Linked DNA regions of Mus musculus: all the other regions are linked to region 2. Evidence: chromatin contacts called from public Hi-C data. All regions are on one chromosome and are shown on one strand. Each heading gives the region's core, a stretch centred on a gene start, on an enhancer-like site or on the middle of the called end of the contact. The rest is flanking DNA. Distances are from core to core; before and after follow the strand shown. Region 1 holds the start of Ptcd3 (pentatricopeptide repeat domain 3). Region 2 has its middle 21 kb from the start of St3gal5. Region 3 overlaps Atoh8 (atonal bHLH transcription factor 8).

Region 1 (3,549 bases), core at 22-2,521, 170 kb before region 2:
CTTATAAATTAAATGTATAGTTTACACATAAAATTATATAACAAGACTTAAAAAATAACAGCTAACATGGTATTTGTCTATGTGCTAGGCACTATTTAAATCCTTATGTTTTATTTACAGTAAATACCCAATCACCTGGTAAGTGAATAGCAAAATACTCACCATGTTTTCTTTTTTGGAATGACTATTTCTTCAATCCCTTATGTAGAAAAAAAAATAAAAATAAACAATTTTCTAACAACACAAAGAAATACAATGTCTTTTCATTTTTAAAAACTTCTATTTCCATAGTTTTAAAAATACCTGTTATATCTGATCCTTCAACCTTTGGGAGGGATTCAGTTCCAGCATAAAATCTGCATTAAAAACAAAACAACAAAAATCCCACTGTTAGCACTGCTCCCTGATGGCCTCAGCTCAGCTCCTACCGCTAGCTCTGCTGACTCAGCTCCACCCGCATGCACACATTCTGAGCCACATTTATAGAGGCATTTAGATGTAGTGTAAACTTGTAACCCAGTTTTATTTATTTTTTTGTATTGGTCCAAAGACATCGTATGAGCTAATTATCCACTCTACAACTGACTTAAAACCACCTCCTATTTCCACCAGGCCACTGCATGAAGGATGTACAAAGAAATTACATAAGTATTTGCAACACCACCAGATGGAAAGAATGGGGTCAGACGTTTTAAGGCTTTCTGCTTTTACTAAAGTCTTAGCTTATTCTTAGCTGAAGGTTCTCATAACGTTCAGTCCATACTGGTAATATTAGCCTGCCCTTTATTTGTGAAAGATCTGTTACTTTGCCCTTTCTTTTTTGCAGGGTTAAAATGAATAAGGGGGGGGGGTGATAAAGAAATTTGTGTAGGGGCTTGTAGCGGCACTCACGGAAATGTAAACTTCACGAGAACAGGGCCCTAGTTTAAAGGGTAATTTTGGCTATACATAGTATTGCAACCAACCAATAAAAATTTTCCGAAAGAATTCCCGAACTCGCAGATCTAAAGATCACTAAATACGACGCTACCTCGTGTTACCCTTGAGAGGGCCGGGCCTCGACCATACAAATGCCTTTGCATCTTACCTACTTTCACGACTCTCAGGGAAATGCAAGACCAAAATGACTCTGGGTCTTCTTACCTGCAACAGACCTTCGGTTCACACACACCCGTCCCCCGAGTGGTCTGCAGCAAGACAAGCCCGCTGCGAAAGGACAGGCGGCGAGCTGCAACCGCCGCCGCCGCCATCTTTGGACTCTTCGCGGAGCACGTCGGGAACGACCTCCGCCTCCAGGGTCGAGGGGCGGGGCTGGCGTGGAACGTCTCATCTCCAAACGGGTGGTCACAAGGTCCTGTTTGGCTAGACTAGCAGCGGAACGCTCAGTACACATCGTTCACCTCGAATAAACTTACTTGAAATGCTGTTCTAAAGTCTCCTGTGTAATTTTGCTTTTAAACTGAAGGAGGGTTTTGAGACAGTTTTCTTCCACTCCTTACCCACCCCGAAAGCAAAAATGAACTCGTCCAAGCCAATTTGCCAAGCCGCGGTTCTCGCACGCAAGCGCAGTGGAAAAACACATGGTGGCTCTGCGCTACAAGACTCAAGTGGCGTTCTCTGCGGCTGACTGGAACTTCTCTCGTAGTGACGGACCTCAAAACTGACTCGGAAGATGCTGGCCTCCAAGCACACACCATGGAGGCGGCTTCAGGGCATTTCCTTCGGAATGTATTCGGCCGAAGAGCTCAAGTAAGGAGTTAGTGGGATGCGTGTAGAACAGGGTTGTGGAAGTTGGAGCTGGGAACTACGATTCCCAGAAGGCTTTGAGCCGAGCCAGTCCGGGGGCGGCGGGGTCGGGGTGGGGGGTGGGGGGCTGGCTGCCTAGTGCTTGCTTGCTGGTAATGGGAAGGAATGCGCTTGCTGCATTTTCATCTGTTCATCTTCCTCATTAATCAACTAGTTTTATGTCATTTATAATCACATTACATCACACGCTTATCAACTTCCTAATTAGTCTCCTCTGGTCCAAGCGATGATGAACTTTTAAATCTTGGATCAAGACCCTGGCTATGAAGTCCTGGGGACTCTTCTCTAATGCTTTTTGATCACGATAGCATACACGCTTCTTAGACTCCCATTAATAACTCAACATGCATTAAAAACTCCCAGCATTGCCGGGCAGTGGTGGCGCACGCCTTTAATCCCAGCACTTGGGAGGCAGAGGCAGGCGAATTTCTGAGTTCGAGGCCAGCCTGGTCTACAGAGTGAGTTCCAGGACAGCCAGGACTACACAGAGAAACCCTGTCTTGAAAAAACAAACAAAACAAAACAAACCCTCCCAGCATTCAGGAGACAGAGGCAGGAGGATCTCTGTGGGTTCGAGGCCAATCTGGTCTTACAGAGTCAGTTCCAGAGCTTCGTGGACACAGAAAACCCGTCTCGAAAAATAAAAAAACAAACAAACAAAAAGGTAGACCACACTGGTAACATCAGCACTACCCCCTCTAGGACACATCTTGCCATTGCAATCTCCATATGTAATCAGTCAGTCTTCATTTCCCTGCCCCTGCCGCATGGTAACCACCTGTCTACTTTCTATTTCAGTTATTCTGACTGTTCAGGCCCCTATTCAAGTAAAAGGAGTCAGTCAGCCCCGACTTCTTGTAACTGGCCAATGCATTTAGCATACTGTCCTCAAAATTATAGATAAATAGATCAGAACTTCCTTCCTTTTTAGGGTTAAGTAAATAGAACATGATATAGATAGATAGATAGATAGATAGATAGATAAATAGATCAGAACTTCCTTCCTTTTTAGGGTTAAGTAAATAGAACATGATATAGATAGATAGATAGATAGATAGATAGATAGATGTGTGTGTGTGTGCGCGCGCGCGTACATGCCGATTCATCAGCTCATCTGCTGATGGACATTTGGGCTATTTCCAATTTTTGGCAATTGTGAATGAGGCTTCTATTAAAGTGTGTACACACCCAGACTCAGAATTCCTGGTTTAGACATTAATGCCATTTTTAACCTTTTGAGGAAGTTAATTCAGTTTTTCATAATTTCAGCACCATCGTATGTTCCCATCAATCATACATAAAGACTCCCTCTTCTCCAAGTCCTTTCTAGCTGTGTGTTTGGTTTGTGTGTTTGTTTTGATCATACACTGATGGGTTATGGTATCTCACTGTGGTTTTGACTTGCAATGATTTGAAGAATGCACACATCTTTTCATATGTTTTTGAGCTTTTGTGAATATTCAGTGGCACTATGAATATTTAAGTCCTTCACCGCCTGTGGTTTTTAGGAACAGCAAGGGGCCAAGGTGACTGGAATAAAGTGAGGTAGAGACCAGGAACCCCCACCCCCAACCCCCATGTCATTTTAAGGGCATAGCCTTTACTCCGAAGGAGATGGAAGGCTACCAGTTCTAACTTGACTAAAAGGAGCATTAATTGTTTAGTGCCAGATCCCAAACTTTCAGCACTGTCTCATCAAGGGAAACTTTTGTAGGACGGCAGTTCTCAACCTGTGAGTTCCGA
Region 2 (3,238 bases), core at 15-2,514:
TCCTCCTCTTCAAAATCTAGACTAATGAAGTGGGGCACAGGCAGAGACGGAGGTATCCAAGTATCACAACCAACACGGCTCAGATCATCCCCCTGACCCTCGCTCTCCAAGCCCAGGAGTCCTTTCTCCAAAGGATTGTCTCAGTCAATGTTGGGCTCTTTCTTGGACCCTCACATCAAGCCACCCACACGTAGGACAGAGATCTAGATGGCATATTCTAGTTGCTGCCAGTCATTTGGAGATTAGAATGCTTTATGGTGGTTGTTCAACCCTCGCTGCTCGATCCCTCAGAGAGTCCTCCTACCATTCTGGCTTGCCCCATCCCTGGATCAGTATGGCTACCTAGAGAAATTCATGGAGCCAAGTGCAAGGTAAAACTACAGGGTGTTGAAAAATGAATCCAGGGCTGGGAATGTAGGTCAGTTTATACAGTGCTTGCCTGACATGCAGGAAAAAACCCAGGATTCTACACACACACATACACCCCCCCCCAGCCATATGAACCAATCCTGATGGTGCATGGTTGGAATCTCAGCTCTCAGGAGGTGAAGGCAGGAAGATCAGAAGTTCAAGGGCAACCTTAAATATATAGTGAGTTTGAGGCCAGCAAGAGCACACCATTCAGCCAACTGTAGAGTCCTATTGATCACCAGGCCTTTCTAACTCATAGACCCTATGCATGCTGTTCAATCTCAACTGTCAACTTGCCAGAGACCTAGAATTACCTAGGAGATAAGCACCTGGGAATGCCTTTGGAAGATTATCTTGATCTCGTTAATTGAGATAAGAAGACTGACCCACTGTGGGACCAGTCTCTAGGCTGAGATCCTGGGCTGTGTGAAAGGGATAGATTGATCTTTACCCTCCCTCTGCTTCCTTTGATCTGCAAAGTGACCAGCTGCTGCCCAAACTCCCCCACTAATGCAGACTGTAACATGTGACTCAAAATAAACCCTTCCTCCCTTAGTGTGATCTCGTTGGGAGTATTTTAACACAGAACAGCAAAAAGTAAGAAGTTACAGACCATTCAGTCTTCCATTCTAATGACAAAGGTCGTCAAGACCCTGGCCAGCATCCTACTGATTAATAGCAAGTAGCAGAACACTCCTGTATTTATGGGCACAGAGGGGCTGATGTCAGCATCAGTTTGTCTTCAGATGCTGACATTCCACCTCATTTGCTGACATTCACCACAGCATAATTCAGTGTGGGAGGAGGAATACTCACCCCCACAAACTCTGTTGTTTTGCCTTTGGTCCTACCCATGTGGTTATATCCTTGTGGTCCACAAAGGACAACCAGAGTCAGTTTTTGGAAGGAATGGGGCTGGACTCTGTTAGTGGAAACTCTTTCTCAGAATTGTACGAGGCAAAACGATCTTCACAGACTTTATTTTTAGCAGATGTTCTTCACTGGCACAGTGAAACGCACTGTCCGTCAACATTCTAGTAACATAGTAAAGTGTGTATTTATAAAGATGCTCTAATGCGTTGCCATGGAGTAAAGGACCTCTGTTTCCGTGGGATGTCCTTCCGAAATGTGTGCTGATGTCAGCTCCCTTTTTCTGGATAGGACGAGGCAGCAGGGGAGGAGGGAAAGGAAGGGGTAGCTCGCTTCACTTGTGCTGAGTTTTCTTTTGGCTGGGCTCCTTTCTGTGGGAGATTAGAGGAGAAAAGTTGGCCACCAAGGAAGGCCATGGCCTCCCTCATAACCTTCTCAACTATACCAGCTACTTTACTCATTGCTATGACAAAAACCAACATTAAGAAAGGAGGAGTTCATCTTAGCTGATATGTTGAGAGGGTCCAGTCTGGCATGGTGGGAAAGGCAAGGTAGCCTGATACAGATGATCATGTTGGGTCCAGTCTGGAAGCAGAGAGCCAGGAGGGCCATGCTCAGCTCATTTCCCCTCTTCTCCAGCTTTACTCAATGTTGATTCCTAACCTTCATGTTCCCCACACCCAAAGGTGTGTCTCCTCAGCATTCTAAACCAGTCACATTGATAGTGAAGATTAATCACCATACCCTTCCTCCTCGTCCTCCTCCTCCTCTACGTATTTACCATTCTTCAGACCCATGAGTATGAGGGGTTGAGGCAAACACTGCACATGAGAATCCAAGGGAGAGACATAAGTGGATCATAGCAGAGCCTAATTACCATGGTGAACAAAAATGGCTTAAAACCAACTCATCCTTAGCATCAAAAATGGCAGGATTGATGCCACATATAAACAGCAAAAGGATGCTAATGGTTAGGATGCTAATGGTTAGGATGCTGATGGAATGAATCTCAGGATGCTGATGGTTAGGATGCTAGTGGTTAAGATATAGAAGTTAGAGAGCCTACACTAGGCTACCCAGATTCCCAATGTTTAGGCTGTCCATTTGTCCTGATCTCTGTCACTAAATATTTCTTGCTGCAAGAACCAGTTTGGGTGAGGCTGAGCTTTCATCAAAACTCACTGACGTGTCATTCCACATAAGACCGACCAAGCTCTCGGCATGGCCTCGGGCAAAAGACAGGCATGAGAGTAAGCTGAGGCAGCACAAATGGATGGCAACCCTGCCTTTAAACCTCCACTCACTCCCCCATGTACAAGGTCTTAAAGAGATGCTTTGTGGGAAGATCTTACGAGAGAAGACAATGATAGCAGTAGCATTCTGGAACCAAGAAAGAAAGCAAAGGAGGAGACACATGACTGAGCAAAGAACACAAGCCAAACCCCAAGCCACAGGCTCTTCAGAGGTAGAAGAGGGGCTGACCAGATGGTCAGTCAGTAAAGTATTCGCCTTTCAAGTATGAGGACCTGAGTTTAATCCCCACAATGCACGCAAGACATGTGTGCAAGACAGGTGTGGTACCACCTACTCATAGTCTCAGCTCTGGCAAGGTAGAGAAACAGAAGGATCCCTGAAGCTTGCTGGTCAGCCAGCTAGCCTGCTTGGTGACTTCCAGGCCAGTGAAAGACACAACAAAAACTCCAGCTTCCAAACAAGAAACAAAACAATAAAACCAACCAACGAGACTGGTGGTGCCTGAGGATCAACATTGGAATTTGTTCTTTGGTTACCACATGCATGCCTACGTGCACAAACACAGAGAGATAGAAGAGAGAGCCCCAAGGACTTTGGAACGTGGCAGGCAACAGATGGGTAGTTAACGTGGAGACGACTGGGAAGAGGTCTAGATGAGAGGTTAAGTGTGTAGAGGTTACTTTGAACACTTGGTGGGCCATCC
Region 3 (3,803 bases), core at 461-2,960, 140 kb after region 2:
TGATAAAATAAACGTTTGGTCCTGCCCTGTCTGCCCAAGTGTAGGTGGGTGGAAAACAGTGGAAAAGACAGGAAGAAAGGGGTGAGGGATTTGAAGAAAGCACAGAAGAAACGGGACCCAAATGGGAGGCTTGGGAAAAGCAAGCCACTGGCAGTCACTTCATACTGCTAAGTGAGGGGCCTGCTGGCTCTGGGGTCTGAAGGGACAGCAGGAAGGGAGCTAATGACAGAGAAATGCAGGGACCTGAGGAAGGAAAACCCTGTCCCCTGTCCCCTGCCCCAAACCCATCACAGCACTAATACCAGAAGCACACCCTGGCCATCCACTCCGGGGCAGTCTTGACCCCATTCCCTGTCTCAAGGGGTACCAGGAAGACAGGAATCCCTGCTTCTCTCTCTTTTCATCCCAGCTGCTAGTCCTGCCCCAGGATCCCACAGCCCAGGACAGGCCACCTGGTGACTGTTCCCAGAAGGTGCCCAGATTCTGAGCAGACATGTCCCAGAAGCCTTTGGCGACAGTGGCGGCAGCCGGTTCTTTAAAAAGGCCTCACGTCATGCCTCAGTCAGCTGTGGGGGCCCAGGCACTGGGGTGTTTACGGCTACCACTGTTCTCCCAAAAGCTCCTCTGTGCCGCCCCTCTGATGAGCCAATGGATGTGTCTCTGTCTCTTCCCTCCTCTGTCTTCTGCAGGTCTCACCCCAGCCCCTGCAGACACAGTGCTTGCTTCTTCTGGAAGCTGGGGTCAGTCAGGGTAACAGTGGGATGACTTTGCAGCTCAATGCTACTATTTGGTTAGAACTCCAACCATGACAAGTTACCAGGCCACACTTTTGAAGATGACCTCAGCAATTACAGGTCAGGACCTGGCCACACTGATCCAGACACACATCCAGACACACGCACACGTACACAAGGACAAACATCAGAGTATCTTCCTCACTTACCTCTGGACAATATTTCCTTTCTTTTTGAGACAGGGTTTCTCCCTGAACCTTGTCATTTCATTGTCACATGCTGCCACACTCAGTTTTTTATGAGTCTACTGGGGTGGGAACGCTGGTCCTCACCTTTTCATAGCAAGCCCTTTACCCATTGAACCATCTCCTTAGCTACTGTCCTCCCATTAGACTCCCTGACCCTCTTGCTTGCCTGTCTCTTCCAGCCCAGAGGAAAACAGTCCACTATTCCCCGGATTAACAGCTTTGAGCTTTAAAAAAAAAGTTGTCAATATCCTAAGAACTAATTAGGTGGCCTTCAGGTACTCCAAAGAAGTAAGAAATGACACCTGGTGTCAGAAGAGGAAGAAACAACACTGAAAGCAAACAAGGGGGTGGCGGGGGGGGGGGGGTGGATAAAAACCAGAGATAAAAAGTCAAGAGCAAACAGCGGCGCCTGAGAAACACGAACTGCAGCCGCCAAGTTTTACGGCATCCAGCCCTGTTATTCATAAGCGAGTTTCCTCTCTCACAAAGAACCTTTTGCACGGTTTTCGCTGTTGCCTCCAAACCAGCTGCTCGCGCTGTTGTATCCTGAGTGATGATGAGGTTCTGAAAGGGCTTTCTGGGAACAGATGGCCAGGGGAGAGCTGGGGAATGTGCCAGCGGAGGGCTGGGCGAGCTGCCAAGGCCTGCGGTGACTGAGTTCTTGGGCTTCCAGCTCGCGTGCTTTCCCTGCCCTCTGCCCTCCGTGGCGCCAGCAGGCCTTCCCAGCGAGCGCTCGGAACATCTGGAGTCTGGGGTTGCCAGGAGGGGGGGCGGGCGGCCTGGGGGGGGGGACCCGCTGTTCCTGCGGAGCTCCCATAGACTTGCAGGCAGGCAGGCCTCTCCCAGCAGCTAATCAAAACCACAGCACCGAATGGGAACCAGGCGGCGCTCCCAGCTGCAGCCGGAGGCCGCCAGGCGACTTAACCCGGTGTCAGGCCTCACTGGCGGCGCAGCCCTGGGGGTACTCGAAGCTGATGACACCCCCTCCCCCGCCCCGAATCCAGGCCCACCCCACTCCTTGCCACCACCAGCGGGCTATTGGCTCCCTGCAGCTAAATGGAACCTCCACGTGCTGCAGATGCCTATTTACATAAGGGTTCCAAGTGGGTATAGCACAGGACATAGCCATAGCGTGCTGGCTGGGGGGTGGGGGTGGGGGGGCACTCCTGGGCAATCTTCAGGGGAAAAGAGGTTGTGGGTTTTCAACCAAAGAAAGGGAAACCTAGTTCCTAGCCCTAAGGCACATGGCTTTCTCTTGGCCTCAGTTTCCCTTCTGTGCAATGGGGGCCAGGGGGCACTGCTTCCGACTCCAGGAGTATTACTGACAAGGAGTAGAGATGGTAGATACAGTGCTTGGTGCACAGTATACCTCACCATATGGATGGTGTCTGTTGATGGCGGTCTGTTTATTGGCATTCTTTTGAGCCAAATGTTGCCTAGATTTCTTGATATAGATCCACGTCTTTTGAAATCGGGGATTTATGGACTGGCTGCTTGCTGGCCTCACTTTAAAGGGCAGGATCAGCGCTTCAGATTCAAGTGCTAGAGATTCGAGAATCCCTAACCTGAAAGATCCCCATCTGTCCACCCTGGGTACCTTCCCTGTCTTGAGATGTTCCTTCCCAGGACTAAATATGAACTTGTCATTTTGTGGCTGTACATTCAGAGATTCCCTTTCTGAGAAAAGGGCAACCCCTTCTGACACAGGGTTTTGTTTAATCTCCTCAGCAAGGCAGAAAGGAAGGTATGATGTTCCTGCTTTATGGGGGGAGAGTCCTGGGGACCAAAGAGGTTAAGTAACAAATCCAGGGTCACCAAGAAGAAGTACGAATGCCAGGATTTAACACCTTGTCCCGTCCCAACATCCTGTTTTGTTTACTTCACAATTAAGCATGCCAGAGAAGGCAACACCCATGAGAGGTGTAGAGCTCTCGGGGGGGGGGGGGTGTTTCACCCCAACTCTACACAGCCACCCTTCTGAACCATCCACATCCTAAGCACAGTGAGTTCTTGCAACAGAGATGGGTCTCATGTCTGAGCATGCAGGGCAGTTGCTTTTTTTTTCTCGCTCAAGGCTCTGAGTCTCTCTCTCTCTATTCACACCCAGCACTACAGGGTGAAAGGCAGAGTTCTGATCCACAGAGCTGGGGTAGCAGCACCCCAGCCTCTACCCGACCTCAGACCACCCAAGTAACATCACAGGCCACTGCAAGGAAAGCCGGCCAGAGCTCACCTGGGAGGCTTCCCAGCTAATGATCCCTCCAAGCCAGGCCTTGCCAGACTTGTGGCCTAACGGTGTCAAATGTGAGAGAAGAAACAGCAGCTGAGAGGAGGCTCCATGTTGGAACAGCTGGCGACAAACATCTATGTAATTGGAATGCCAGAAAAAATAAATTGCATCCATTTTTATGACTGGAAGGGAATTGGGTGGTACTTTCCCACCCACCTCCCCCACCCCCTTTCCCCAGCATAGATGGACTCAACAGACTTTGAGAGCAAATGGCATTTAACTCAATGACTTAGCCTAGAGGATCTGGACTTGAGAGCTCGCTGGCCTGCCTGAGTTCCATGTGGGTAGTAATCAGTGCCTTACAGAGGGGGACAGCCAGGCACAGCAGTAGTGACCACTCATGTGGCAGGCTGGGGTAGATTAAGCTAGGCCAGTGCCCCCAGTGGGTCTCAGGCCCACGCGGAGCTGGGAGAGCTGGACCCAGGCTAGGAGAGCTTCTTGAGACTTTGTCACACACCTGCCACACACCTTCAGGCTCTGTGAACAGCCCACAAAGCCCATGGTCCAGAGCTCAGCCACCTAGACACAAAG

Evidence for each region. A called contact is a pair of places that touch in the nucleus more often than the background predicts.
Region 1: a contact with region 2 is called in a Hi-C map of uterus, with 2.2 times the contacts expected there. The contact joins the promoter of Ptcd3 here to the enhancer-like site in region 2. A contact is called at or near these places in 2 of 484 Hi-C or Micro-C datasets (bone marrow-derived macrophages and uterus), 5 of 115 datasets of contacts at active chromatin or transcription factors (bone marrow-derived dendritic cells, bone marrow-derived macrophages, embryonic limb bud and 2 more) and 2 of 9 other capture datasets (adipose tissue and liver).
Region 3: a Hi-C map of uterus shows a contact between it and region 2, with 4 times the contacts expected there. The contact joins two enhancer-like sites. A contact is called at or near these places in 1 of 484 Hi-C or Micro-C datasets (uterus) and 1 of 9 other capture datasets (embryonic tail).

The regions. Positions count from the first base shown.
Region 1 is chr6:71,907,491-71,911,039 of GRCm38.p6, forward strand. It overlaps Ptcd3 (pentatricopeptide repeat domain 3), which reads right to left and starts at 1,272. Exons shown (of 24, transcript NM_027275.3): 1 at 1,144-1,272; 2 at 304-356; 3 at 163-199. The coding sequence starts at 1,250. It overlaps Polr1a (polymerase (RNA) I polypeptide A), which reads left to right and starts at 1,563. Exons shown (of 34, transcript NM_009088.3): 1 at 1,563-1,749. The coding sequence starts at 1,673.
Region 2 is chr6:72,075,262-72,078,499 of GRCm38.p6, forward strand. No RefSeq gene overlaps it. Among named protein-coding and RNA genes, the nearest start is that of St3gal5, 21 kb to the right of the region's middle. Within about 2 kb of position 1,265, at least 14 of the 459 cell types and tissues checked have an H3K27ac peak or open chromatin away from gene starts, as enhancers often do. A contact at or near this core is called in uterus, where this site is marked.
Region 3 is chr6:72,215,226-72,219,028 of GRCm38.p6, forward strand. The region is part of intron 2 of Atoh8 (atonal bHLH transcription factor 8); the gene reads right to left. Among named protein-coding and RNA genes, the nearest start is that of Gm52906, 14 kb to the right of the region's middle. RefSeq lists an enhancer at 1-3,603. Within about 2 kb of position 1,711, at least 146 of the 459 cell types and tissues checked have an H3K27ac peak or open chromatin away from gene starts, as enhancers often do. A contact at or near this core is called in uterus, where this site is marked.